Regions from separate parts of the Mus musculus genome. Here regions 1, 3 and 4 are each linked to region 2. A link is a contact called in public HiChIP or PLAC-seq and Micro-C data. All regions are on one chromosome and are shown on one strand. The core of a region is the stretch at or near the end of the contact, and the rest is flanking DNA. Distances in the headings are between cores, read along the strand shown. Region 1 holds the start of Lad1 (ladinin). Region 2 holds the start of Shisa4 (shisa family member 4). Region 3 has its middle 12 kb from the start of Gm32835. Region 4 overlaps Lgr6 (leucine-rich repeat-containing G protein-coupled receptor 6).

Evidence for each region. A called contact is a pair of places that touch in the nucleus more often than the background predicts. HiChIP or PLAC-seq counts read pairs in DNA pulled down with a chosen protein or histone mark.
Region 1: an HNF4G HiChIP or PLAC-seq map of pancreatic cancer cells shows a contact between it and region 2. The contact joins the promoter of Lad1 here to the promoter of Shisa4 in region 2.
Region 3: a contact with region 2 is called in a Micro-C map of embryonic stem cells, with 2.2 times the contacts expected there. The contact joins the enhancer-like site here to the promoter of Shisa4 in region 2. A contact is called at or near these places in 16 of 39 promoter capture datasets (the 3T3-L1 cell line, 3T3-L1-derived adipocytes, HPC-7-derived erythroid cells and 10 more), 1 of 15 datasets of contacts at CTCF or cohesin (embryonic stem cells), 10 of 484 Hi-C or Micro-C datasets (the N1E-115 cell line, embryonic fibroblasts, embryonic stem cells and 2 more), 11 of 115 datasets of contacts at active chromatin or transcription factors (embryonic forebrain, embryonic midbrain, embryonic stem cells and 3 more) and 1 of 9 other capture datasets (embryonic stem cells).
Region 4: a FOXA1 HiChIP or PLAC-seq map of pancreatic cancer cells shows a contact between it and region 2. The contact joins the enhancer-like site here to the promoter of Shisa4 in region 2. A contact is called at or near these places in 4 of 39 promoter capture datasets (embryonic stem cells, hippocampal neurons, liver and 1 more), 1 of 484 Hi-C or Micro-C datasets (embryonic stem cells), 3 of 115 datasets of contacts at active chromatin or transcription factors (embryonic forebrain, embryonic stem cells and pancreatic cancer cells) and 3 of 9 other capture datasets (adipose tissue, embryonic stem cells and liver).

What each region holds. Positions count from the first base shown.
Region 1 is chr1:135,817,326-135,820,025 of GRCm38.p6, reverse strand. It overlaps Lad1 (ladinin), which reads right to left and starts at 1,428. Exons shown (of 10, transcript NM_133664.3): 1 at 1,010-1,428. The coding sequence starts at 1,047.
Region 2 is chr1:135,373,651-135,376,350 of GRCm38.p6, reverse strand. Shisa4 (shisa family member 4) reads left to right here and starts at 1,288. Exons shown (of 5, transcript NM_175259.4): 1 at 1,288-1,462; 2 at 1,802-1,973. The coding sequence starts at 1,390.
Region 3 is chr1:135,674,354-135,677,053 of GRCm38.p6, reverse strand. It overlaps a transcript of Nav1 not described here. Among named protein-coding and RNA genes, the nearest start is that of Gm32835, 12 kb to the left of the region's middle. Within about 2 kb of position 1,428, at least 57 of the 459 cell types and tissues checked have an H3K27ac peak or open chromatin away from gene starts, as enhancers often do. A contact at or near this core is called in embryonic stem cells, extraembryonic endoderm stem cells, liver and 2 more, where this site is marked.
Region 4 is chr1:135,017,780-135,020,487 of GRCm38.p6, reverse strand. The region is part of intron 6 of Lgr6 (leucine-rich repeat-containing G protein-coupled receptor 6); the gene reads left to right. Among named protein-coding and RNA genes, the nearest start is that of Ube2t, 57 kb to the right of the region's middle. Within about 2 kb of position 1,292, at least 49 of the 459 cell types and tissues checked have an H3K27ac peak or open chromatin away from gene starts, as enhancers often do. A contact at or near this core is called in adipose tissue, hippocampal neurons and pancreatic cancer cells, where this site is marked.

The DNA of each region.
Region 1 (2,700 bases), core at 179-2,678, 440 kb before region 2:
GGGAGGTGCTGAGGGGCAGCAGCTCTCAGTGTGAGAGATGCCTTGATAGGAGGTGGTACCCATACTGGGCTGCACCTGCAGTCGTAGCTCCGACCCCACAAAAGACCTGAAGACTGAAAGCCCACTTGAGAGAAGCCAAGAGGCCAATTTTACCCTGACTGGAACCTGAGGAATAGAAAGGACAGGGCTCTGGCCGGAGCCTCTGTTACCTTTAGGACAAAGGATGCCTTCCCAGTTAGGGACTCAGTGTGAGGAATTGGAAGAACGGATGCTCATTCCAACACTTCTGGAGAGGGAGGGGCAGCTCCAAGAGGAGCCACAAAGAGAGGGGCGGCCTCCTAGATACTGACCCCTCCTAGGCTTCTCTGACCCTGATAGGCTGTCCAGCAGGCAGAAATGGCAAAGATATTCTCTGACCCATTGAGATTCACAAACACAGATTGTAGCGCAGACAAGGATAACATCTTACCTCAAGTGGCATAGATACCACTCCAAATGTTGTGCTCAGAATTTGAGCCTCTCTTTGGGATGGGGTGGGGGTGCTACTTTCTCTGATTCTATTCACACACCCGGGTTCTGTTGACTCCATAAGGTGGGGCTAAAGGACACTTCCCAGATCCATTCTAAAACTCTTAACAGAGGCGCAGAGGCTGAGGGTCCGCTCAAGAATAAGTCTTGGGGTAACTCTTGAATTTTCCCAGCCCCCTAAAACGGTCCCTTGCCCTCACAGACAGTAGCACCCTGGGCTGTCCAGGCTGCGGAAAAGCCTTACCCTAAACGTACTGGTTAAGACCTAAGGGGACAGGAAGCTGAGAAGGAGCAAGGAGACCACCCGCTCTGTCACCTAGGGGGACCAGAGTTTGGTCTCAATTCTATCCCCACCGAAAAGCAACAAGACCAGTGTCTCACTTCGTCCGGAGAGCAGGCCTGTGTCTGGGAGAGGAGATCCGAAGGGGCACAGCTCCCACCCCCCAGCCTCGGGCCACCCGGCCCCTGTGGCTGCACTCACCTGGACAGCGCGGACCAGTCCTTTCTGCTGACCGACATGCTGCCGAGCCCCACGGCCGCCGCGTGCCGAGCTCCCTGCTCCGCCGCTCACCTGCGGCCCCTCCCCGCGCCAGGTAGGGTCACATGGCCGCTTATCTCAGCCCGGCTCGGCCCCGCGCCGCCGCGCTCCCATTCGCCGGCCGGAGGAGCGGCCTCTGAGGTGTGGGCGTCCCAGACAAAGCCGCGCTGATCACCGCTGGGGCGGGTCTCCCGCGCGGCCGCTCTGCGGGACGGTCGCACCGAGCTGCGGGCTGCACCCACGCCGGGGCTAGCGCGGGGCTGCTCTGCTGCCCCGGGCGAGGGCGGGAGACTTCCTGCTCAGAACCAGTTGGACCAGCTCGGCGCCGGCCCGCGTCTTCCCTGGGAGTCGCGGTCCAGAGTGCCAGGGAGTCGGGGAGGGGGTTGGGGGGAGGACGGAACCCAAAGATCGGGGTCAGGCTGAGCTCGCTGCCTGGAAATCGACTTAGCCGGCAGAAACCCAAGAGCTGGAAGGCAGGGAGAAAGGTTAGATCAGGTACCGTAGTCTTGGGTGTAGAGTGCCTGCAACGGTGAAGAAGTAAGGGGCTCCTAGAAAACACCCCGGGGGTCAGAAACTACCTGAAAGACTCGGCTTAGATAAGCAGACACTGCGTAAGAAAACCAGCCCCTCCTCAAAGGAGCTGAGACTCAAGCCCGCCAAAATAGAGTGGACACCGCTATGAAAAACCATATGCGCCAAAAGCACGGTCCTGTTCCTTGATACCCCACAGGTGTATAACTGTGTCGTAGGAAGAGGGTCCATAAGTAACTGAGATTAATACTGCAATAACCTGAGGCAACTCGGACACCACCCGTGGGAACCCGTGGGAACCCGTGGGCGAGCGCAGCACCAGCTGCTTTCCACTCGGGAACCTACCTCCTTACTGAATGTGTAAGGTCAGATACCTAGATGGGGAATTTTATTTTCCTTGAAAGATCAGAAATGGAATCAATAGCTGCTACTGGCACTGTTCAGAGAAGGCTGGGGTGCTGCCCAGCACACAGGATGGGATGTCAGAGTCTGGCCTGATTGCCTCTCGAGATCTACCTGCCTCTGCCTCCTGAAAGCTGAGGATGCTGGAATTAAAGGCAGGAGCCACCACTTCGAGCTGGAGGGGCCATTTTTGTAATCTACAAAGGAAACGAAGAAGGGGATGGGGGAGGAGTGTGTAATCAAAGGTGACACTGAACAGGAAGTGGGGTTAGCAAGAGCTTTGGGAAGCTGAACTGTGGGCCCAGAAGTGATTCACATACCTCTGCCCGATGTGAGAGGAACTGGGATTCAGGACAAGGATTCCAGAGTCAGGGATTCAGGTCAAGGGACAAGGATTCCAGAGGTCTTAGGGAGGAAGTTGACCAGAGACCAACAGAGGGTTTCTTGCCATTTGGACCTTATGATACTCCATTTGGGGACCTGTCTCCATATGGTCAAGCTGTCAACTGCATTCAACACCCATTTGAATTAAAGGTTTTAGAAAAAGCTGTCCAATAGTTCATTGGATGTTGGTGTGGGAGCTCGGAGAGACTTGGCACTGTGCGCCCCGTAGCCCATGGACAGGGGATGAGTGGGAAAGAGGAGGGAGGGAAGTTTCAATAACATGGAGTTGGAATCTGTGTCCATGTCCTGGCTTCCAA
Region 2 (2,700 bases), core at 39-2,538:
CCTTGCAGGAGCAACTAGGAGCCAAGGCAGTAATGGGCAGGGGAATCACATCTTGCCTGGACCACTTAGTCAAATATCTTACTCTCTATTTAAGCTTTGCCCTTACTTGAGATGGACTAGGATCTTTGTGCCGAGACCCCTCTTGGGGTTAGAAGCACCCTTTCACACAAGGGTTGCCCAAGACCATCAGAAAACAGATATTTACATTACATTCATAACAGTAGCAAAATTACAATTATGAAGTAGCAATGAAAATAATATTATGGTTGGGAGTCACCACAGTTTGAGGAACTGTGTCAAAGGGTTGCCACAGTAGGAAGGCTGAGACCCACAGGACTAGGGCATGGAAAGGAATCACTAGATCTCCATGACCCTCTTTCCAGTGTGGCCATATTGAATACATTTCACTATTAATTTGGTTATTTTAATTGTCTATTGAGGGTAATTGTCTAAACCTGGCTCGTTGGAGCCCCAGGCTCTGACGCTGAGTCCTGCATCAACTCCACACGAGTTGGTAAAGGTACATTGACTTTCTTCTTTGAGACTTTCCACCTGTAACTAACTGTTGACCCTGATAGCTTATGTAGTATTTTTTGCAGGCTTGCTCCATGAAGAAAAAGAGTTTCCACTGTAAAGTGTTTAACTGGCTGTGTCTCAAGTGGCGGCGGCCACCCCTACCGGTGAGGAGTGAGGCTATAGTTGGAGCTGTCCATTCAGAGGGAGAAGGGGCCATCTCAGGAGCCAGTGCAGCTGCCAGGGCCCAGGCCCTGTGGGCACCGATGGGGACAAAGCTTCTCTGAACTTCCTCTCAATGGATGCCTGTTTCTAGGAATGGGGGCAGGGTGACGCTGCCCCATCCTCCCCCTGCAGGACGTCCAAGACTGGACACCAGAGCAGAGGAGGTCCCACACAAGGGAAGGTGCGGCCCTGCCCCTCCAGAGTTGGCCCATGAGCTGTTCATTAGGAGGTGGCACCAGGATCAGTGTTTCTGGGGTCTGGGATAATGATTGGTCTCAGGAGAGAGGCGGGCACAGGGTACTGCCAGGCCTCCCTGACCGCAGTGACCAGCTGTTGGCTGTGCCCTTAAGGGCTCAGACTAAAGGAGTCACCACACTGTTGTGGACAGAGAGAGCAGGGCTGTGTCTTGGGGTGAGGGGTACCAGGCCGGTGCTGAGGCTGGGTGGGCGTCGCTGGTGGGCAGACCCCTGGGCGGGGCCCTGGCAGGGTTACTGCAGGCGGGGCGTTAGTCCCGCCCCAAGAAGGCGGGAGAGGAGCCAGAGCCTGGCCGCGGGCTGGGCGGTGCTGCAGCTCCCGCCGGCCGGCTTCGTCCAGCTTTGTCCTGCGGCCCCTTTTCCAGGCCGTCCTGGCCGCGCCCAGCCCCCTCTCGCCATGCCGCCCGCGGGGCCCCGCGGGACCGCGCCGCTCGCAGCCGTCGTCCTGCTGGTGCTTGGGGCTCCTCTGGGTAAGGGATGGAGAGCGACACGAGATGGGTGGGGTGGGGCGAGATCAGGGAGAGGTGAAAGGGACCAGCCATGTCCTCAGAGGCTATCTTCCGGGTGTCCATGCCCCCCAGATGCTTGCGGTTGTTCCCGGAGCAGGAAAGAAAGGGCGCTGAGAGGTCAGGCAGCGGGAACCTGACCCCCAGGCGCGGGGTTCAGCTTCAGGGAGAAAGGGGCTTCTAGGACTTCTAGCTTAGGGTAGAAACAAAAGTGAGCTTTCAGCTTGTCAAGGCAGTGAGATTGAGGGTGGCTAGAACTGAATTGGACTGGTGTCCACTGGGCACCTCCACCCCTGCCCGCAGCGCTGGCGAGTGAGGACTGCTTGTGGTATCTGGACCGGAATGGCTCCTGGCATCCGGGATTTGACTGCGAGTTCTTCACCTTCTGCTGCGGGACCTGCTACCAGCGGTACTGCTGCAGGGACCTGACCTTACTCATCACCGAGAGACAGCAGAAACACTGCCTGGCCTTCAGGTGGGCTGCGGACTCCCACTCCACCCCCTCTCCGGAGGCCTCCTGCTGGCTCCAGTGCCCACCTCCACATTCTTAACTGCAGGAGTCACCAGGACTCCAAATGGTGACAGAGCTGGGTGGTTGGTGTTAGTTACCATGGGCTTGCCTGGGCTGTTTCCAGGGGCTTTCTGGATCCTGACAGGTCCTGGGAGGGAGTGTGCTGAGTTAACACTAACATTCAAACAGCAGAGTGCCTTGGTAGACGCTCTGGTGAGAGGGCAGGAAGACTTGGGTTTTGTTTCCAGGCTGGTGCACTGTGATCCAGCTAAGGCGCTTGCCCTCTATAGAGTACCGCTACCTTTTAAAATAATATGGAAGTTGCTAGCCCGGCCTGGTGGCTCGCACCTGTAATCCCAGCACTCAGAAGGCTGAGGCGGGAAGATCATCACTAAAGAGTTCCAGACCAGCCTGGGCTACAAAGTGAGACTATCTCAAAAACGATAACACCACCAAATAAATAAATAAATAAATAAATAAACAAACAAATAAGAAAAGAAAAGAAAAGAAAAGAAAAGAAAAGAAAAGAAAAGAAAAGAAAAGAAAAGAAACAGTTGCCAAAATTAAAAGTTTTGCTAATCCTTCCCCCATCCAGCCCAGGGCTAAGGGTAGGCCCTCAAACAGGCCAACATGCTACTTTAAGCTACACTCCCAGCCCCCAAATTAGTGGTTTCAAACTTTTTAAAGGGAG
Region 3 (2,700 bases), core at 179-2,678, 300 kb before region 2:
GAGGTTGCTGCTCTGTTTTCTTCCACCTGCATCTTTGTACTAAGCCTGGACAGGGTCCTAAATAGGCCTGGCGAGATTCAGAGAAGGAAATAGGATCCCGCAGTCCCCTGCAGTCTTCTGAAAATCTAGACTTCCTTACAAATAAAAAGGAAATGCCCTCTTTCTTTTTTGTTGTATATGATTTTCATTTAAATCAAAATAAAATTTACCAACAGTCATGTGAACAGATCGTAAGTGTCTGGTTTGATGTGTTTTTGACGACACAGAACTGTTCCAAGAGCCTATCCCCCGTCCCCGTCCTTTTCATCAGTAGATAACCCCCACAGCTGTGTCACAGAGCTGATGTGTATCGCCATAAATTAGTTTTGTCTATAATGAATTCTATAAGAACGAATAGTGGAATGTGTTCTAGTTTGAGTCTGATGTTTTAGCCGAGCATAAATTACTTACAGGTAAAAGAAATTTTTTGGTTCTGCCAAGTTTGATAGACACATCCTCCTTGAGCTGTAGGATTTGGTTTGTGTTGTGTTGTTTGTGTTGTTTCTGCACAGTCTCACAGTGTGATCCAGCCTCGGCTCAGACTTGTAGCAATCCTCCTGCTTATCTCCGTGCATTCTGGGATTGCTGACATAATCGAACACACTCAGCCCTTTGCGTCTTTTCGTTTCTGATATGAAAGGACCACAGCTTATAAGCTGTGGTCCTTAATTACACCACCGGGCAACTGTGATACCCATCGGGGTTCCGAGGGCTCGGATACACCAGTAGGGAGATGAGCATGGTCTTTGTACTTGGGAGGGTAAAGTCAGGTAATCACAACTTCCAGGCAAACCTGGGCTCCACTGTCAGTCTGAGGCCAGCCTGGGCAACTCAGTGCAACCCAACCCAGGGAGGGTGAAAGGAGAGAAGAGTAAAAGCAATTGTGGCAACCCTTAGAGGAGTCCTAGACGTGTCCTTGTTGACTTTGTTTCTAGACCATCTTTGGTTCCTATGGTGACCTTCCATTCTGTTCTAGACTGCAGCCACCTCCACCCTGTGCAGTGCAGACTCTTCCTCGGTAGAGGGTGGTGTGCTCTCTCCAAGTTCACTGGTCTGTATTGAACTGGTGTGTGTCAACAGGCAGGTGTGTCTGTCCCTGCCTGTGAAAGACAAAGGGGCCTGAGCAGAACAGGGTCCTGTTGGTGACGGAGAGGGTGGAGACCCCGAGGGGGGCAGCCGGCTAACAGGGGTATTGTCCCAGGCGGGGGTGGGATTGGGGGTTGTGTGTGACTGTGCACGGTTGGGAACCCAGCACTCAGCATGAGTCTGATTCACAGGGAGCGTTGATAAAGCAATGTTGATGACTAATGGTCTGGAAAAGGGGAGCTGGGGCAACAAACCCACTGCCACACTCCAGCTATGGAAGGTCTGAGCTTAGCCCCGCTGGGAGAGGAAGGACAGATAAGGTTTCACAAAGGAACACCCAGCAGGGTGGAGCGATTGCGGTCTGTGGGAGATACACAATGGCTGGAGAGCCAAGAGCAGGAGCAGTATTTTTAGAGGATCACTGGCCTAGGAGTGGAACCCTCTGTACCCCTTGGTGCAGCTCATGTAAGCTTCTTTCCTCTTAGAGACCTCCTCCCTCAAGCCGGTGTCATATCAGGTGTCCTGTGGCCGCTGTAACAAACTGGGTGGCAGAAGCTCATCAGTATATGGTGATGCCTGTAATCCCAACATGCAGAGGCTGAGGCAGGAGGATAGAGTTGGAGGCTAACCTGGACTACACAGAAAAGCCCCGTCTCATCGGGGCTAGAAAGAGGGATGGCTCAGTGGTTAAGAACTTTGGCTTTGCTTACTAAGGACCCGAGTTTGGTTCCCAGCACCCACTTGTAACTCTAGTCTCAGAGAATCCAATGTGTTCCTCTGGCCCCCAGGCAGGCAGATGGTATACATACATACATACATACATACATACTACATACATACTACATACATACATACATACATACATGCAGAAAAACAGCCATACACATAAAATAACTGAATAGTTTTGATTTTTTTAAACTCTTTTATTTACATGTATGTCTCTCCAATCCCAACAAGTAAATCTAAAAAGAAAAAGCTAGTTTCGGTAGTGCGTTCTTTAATCCCAGCAGAGGCAGGTCTACATAGAGAGTTCCAAGCCAGCCAGAGTCACGTGGTGAGACACTGCCTCAAACACAAACAAACAAGCTATTTTGTATAGTGTCTCAGAAAACTGAACAAACAACAAGATTCCTCCAAGAAGTTCATTTGTTTACGGTTTTAGCAACTGAAAGTCTAAAATCAAGATAACAGTAGGGCAAGGGCTGGAGGGCTAGCTCAGTGTTGAGACCACTGGCTATTCTTTCAGAGAACCCATATTCAATTTTCAGAACCTACATGATGGCTCACAACTGTCTGTACCTCCTGTTCCAGGGGATTCAACATCCTCCTCTGGCCTTTGTGGGCACTGGGCATCAACATGGTACACAGACATGCATGCAGGCAAAACACCCATACACATACAATGACAAATAAGTCCTTAAAAAACAGTAGTGTCACATTCATACCATGAAACCCACAGCGAAGAGTCCCTCTTGCCTCTTCTCACTGCCAGTGTTTGCCAGCACTTGGCCTCCCTTGGTCTGCAGATCCATCAATCCAGACTTCCTCTCCATCACTATGGTCCATCACTATGGA
Region 4 (2,708 bases), core at 43-2,542, 360 kb after region 2:
GCAAGGCTTAGACTATCTGCTCCTCCTCCATAGCTGTGACTGATGACTACACAGTTAGAACAGGCCAGTCTAGTCCTCTAAATCTCCATAAGAGAAAGTTCCTTTCCAGGAAGGCTGCGTAGTTCCTCTCAGAGTGATCCTTCTCCCAGGGTGACCTCCCAACTGTGCCCAGAGCAGATCAGAGTGTTAATGAGACAATGGGAGTCCTTAGGAGAGACCCTGGTTGTCCTACCCCCCTGGCCCAATGTATACTGAGTGGACCTACTGTGTGCTGATTCTGGAGCCTCCCTAGAGAAGCCCAACTCCTGGGTGGTGCTGAGATTGGATTGCAATTAACAGTGGGCCGGCGGGAGAGAGCACCTCCACCCTGGAATGTGGGGCTGTTTAGCTTTGCTGGGAAGTCAGGTGAGGATTGGGGCACAGATATGGAGTGAGTTGGCACCTCAAAAAAGCCAACAAGTAGCTGTTTCTTCACTTTTGGGGCACACTGCCTAACTCTTTCTCAATTAGCCACTGTCTTGCTGTGCAGGGCATTTGGCTCAGCGGCTGCTGGCTGAATTATAGAGCAGTCCTGCCGCTGCTAAGCACCCACTGTCTCTTTCATCTATCTTGGCCTCAACACACAAGGCCCCTGGGCTATGCCCACCTTGCAGATGGAAAAGCCAAGACCAAGAAACATGGAAAAGTCCTCCAACCTTTACAGTGTGGAGGCAGAAAAGCCCAGTGGTTATTCCCTTGGCACCAAGCAGCCCGGAGCCCTTACTGCCGGTTCTCCCAGCTGTCTGAGCTCAGCCGTTTGCCTTTCAAAGAGTCTTAATTTTCTAACCTATAACATAATGTCACAGGGTTGTATAAAGTTGTTACAGAGTCTGGCAGATATATAGGACCCTCCCCTCCTCCCTGTTTTCTTCCTCAGCCCTCTGTATGAGGCTTCATCTCCATGACACCCCATTTCCTCCCCACCCTCGAAGAGCAAGCCCTTCTTCCAACTTTTGATCTCCAATTAAAGCGGGGGTGGGGGGGAGTGTGTTCTTTCTCTTCTGTTCCCCAGAGCGTTTTCTTGGGGAGCCTGCAGGGGAAGGCAGATGTGGAGGAGGAGGAGCGGCTGCGAGAATGAAAGGGGGAAGAAATGATAGGCAAGTCTTTTAATTGTTGCATAATTGGCGTACTCGGCAGCCTTGGCTATTACTTGGGAGCTTTCATGTGTACTTCTTGCTGGAAGGGTACTTCTCCCTCGGGCCCTGTAAATCTCTGCCACTTAGACCTCTCTCATCTCTGGCAGCAGAGGGAAGATCAAACCCCCACAGCCCAGGCTGTGGTTTGGCTCACGCTGTGGTTTGGCTTCTCTGCAGCCTGCTCTTCAGAGCGAGAGCAGCCCCCAGCTTTGCCACCTGGGAGGAGGGGCCAGGTGCGGGCATGGACATGCGTGGCCACACAGGCTCTCAAACTAGGCACATGCAGCACACACAACGTAGCTCATGTCCTCTGCCACCCTCTTTCCATGCTGCCAATCCTTCTCATACCACCACAGCAGAGGTGTGCCCCCCCAAATGTACCTGTGTAACTCAGCTTCTTGAAAGTTCTCATGGATGAGGACCAGGCTGCCAGTTCTGCTGCTGTAGGCTGGGCCAGCAAAAGTACACGCCCTCCCTTCTGGGAGCAGGAGGCTACCCTAGATGGATGTGGTGGCACATGCTTGGAACCTCAGCACTCAGAAGGTAGAGGCAGGAAGCTCAGGAGTTCAAGGCTAGCTTGTGCTACATGAAACTTTGTCTCAAACAAAACAGAAAAGGGGGCATACAGGTCGTGTACCACACAACCTTTATTCTAAAGGAGCTTTGAGCAGAGTCTAGGGTGGGGCTCTGTTATGGCCTCTGTTGATGGACAGAATTACACAGCTCTGAAGAACAAACCTTGCTGTGCTCTGAGGAGTCCGGCATTCACAGAGGGGATGTTTCTCACAGTGTGGTCGTCACCATTCCAACCATTGCCAGGAAGCCTGAGCTTTATGCAGACCAGACTTGCTTAGTCCTGCAGCTACAAGCCTTTGATCTCCCACAGTGAGGATGACCACCGCTTTAAGGGAAACTCCAAAGCAGAGGTGGTCGAACCATCTGTCTCTAAAGTAGCAGGTCCTCTTTCCACGTTAGGCCCTCAGGTCAGTTCCAGGACTCCCTAGGTATATAGGTTGGGATTTAAAAGAAATCTAGGTTGAAAAAAAGAAAGGAAAAGAAAAGAAAAGAAAAGAAAAGAAAAGAAAAGAAAAGAAAAGAAAAGAAAAGAAAAGAAAAGAAAAGGTTCCAGGAAAATTCTCCATGAAACCAGGTGCCAATGTACGTTGGTCCGTCACTAGAATTTCAAGTTTGGGAAACACAGGCAGCTATGCCAGACTGAAAACCCACAGTATTCAAAGCCCCAACTATATATATACTTAACTGAAACAGGGATGGTTTGGGAACCCTGATTCCATCCTCAAGGGCCCATATCTGAGAACTTGATGCCTACATCTTAGCAGAACCCAGAGTGAGGGGGGGTTCAGGAACCTGTACAAAATAGCACCTCCCTTCCTCAAGCCCGGGCAATGATCTCTGGGCCTTGCTATGACCTTGTTAAATCTGGCCCATGTGGAGGCAGAGCTGGCTGGACATTCCCCTCTGGAAGAGGGCCTGGTCCTGAGTGAGAACAGAAGCCTTCTGGCTTGGCTCCCT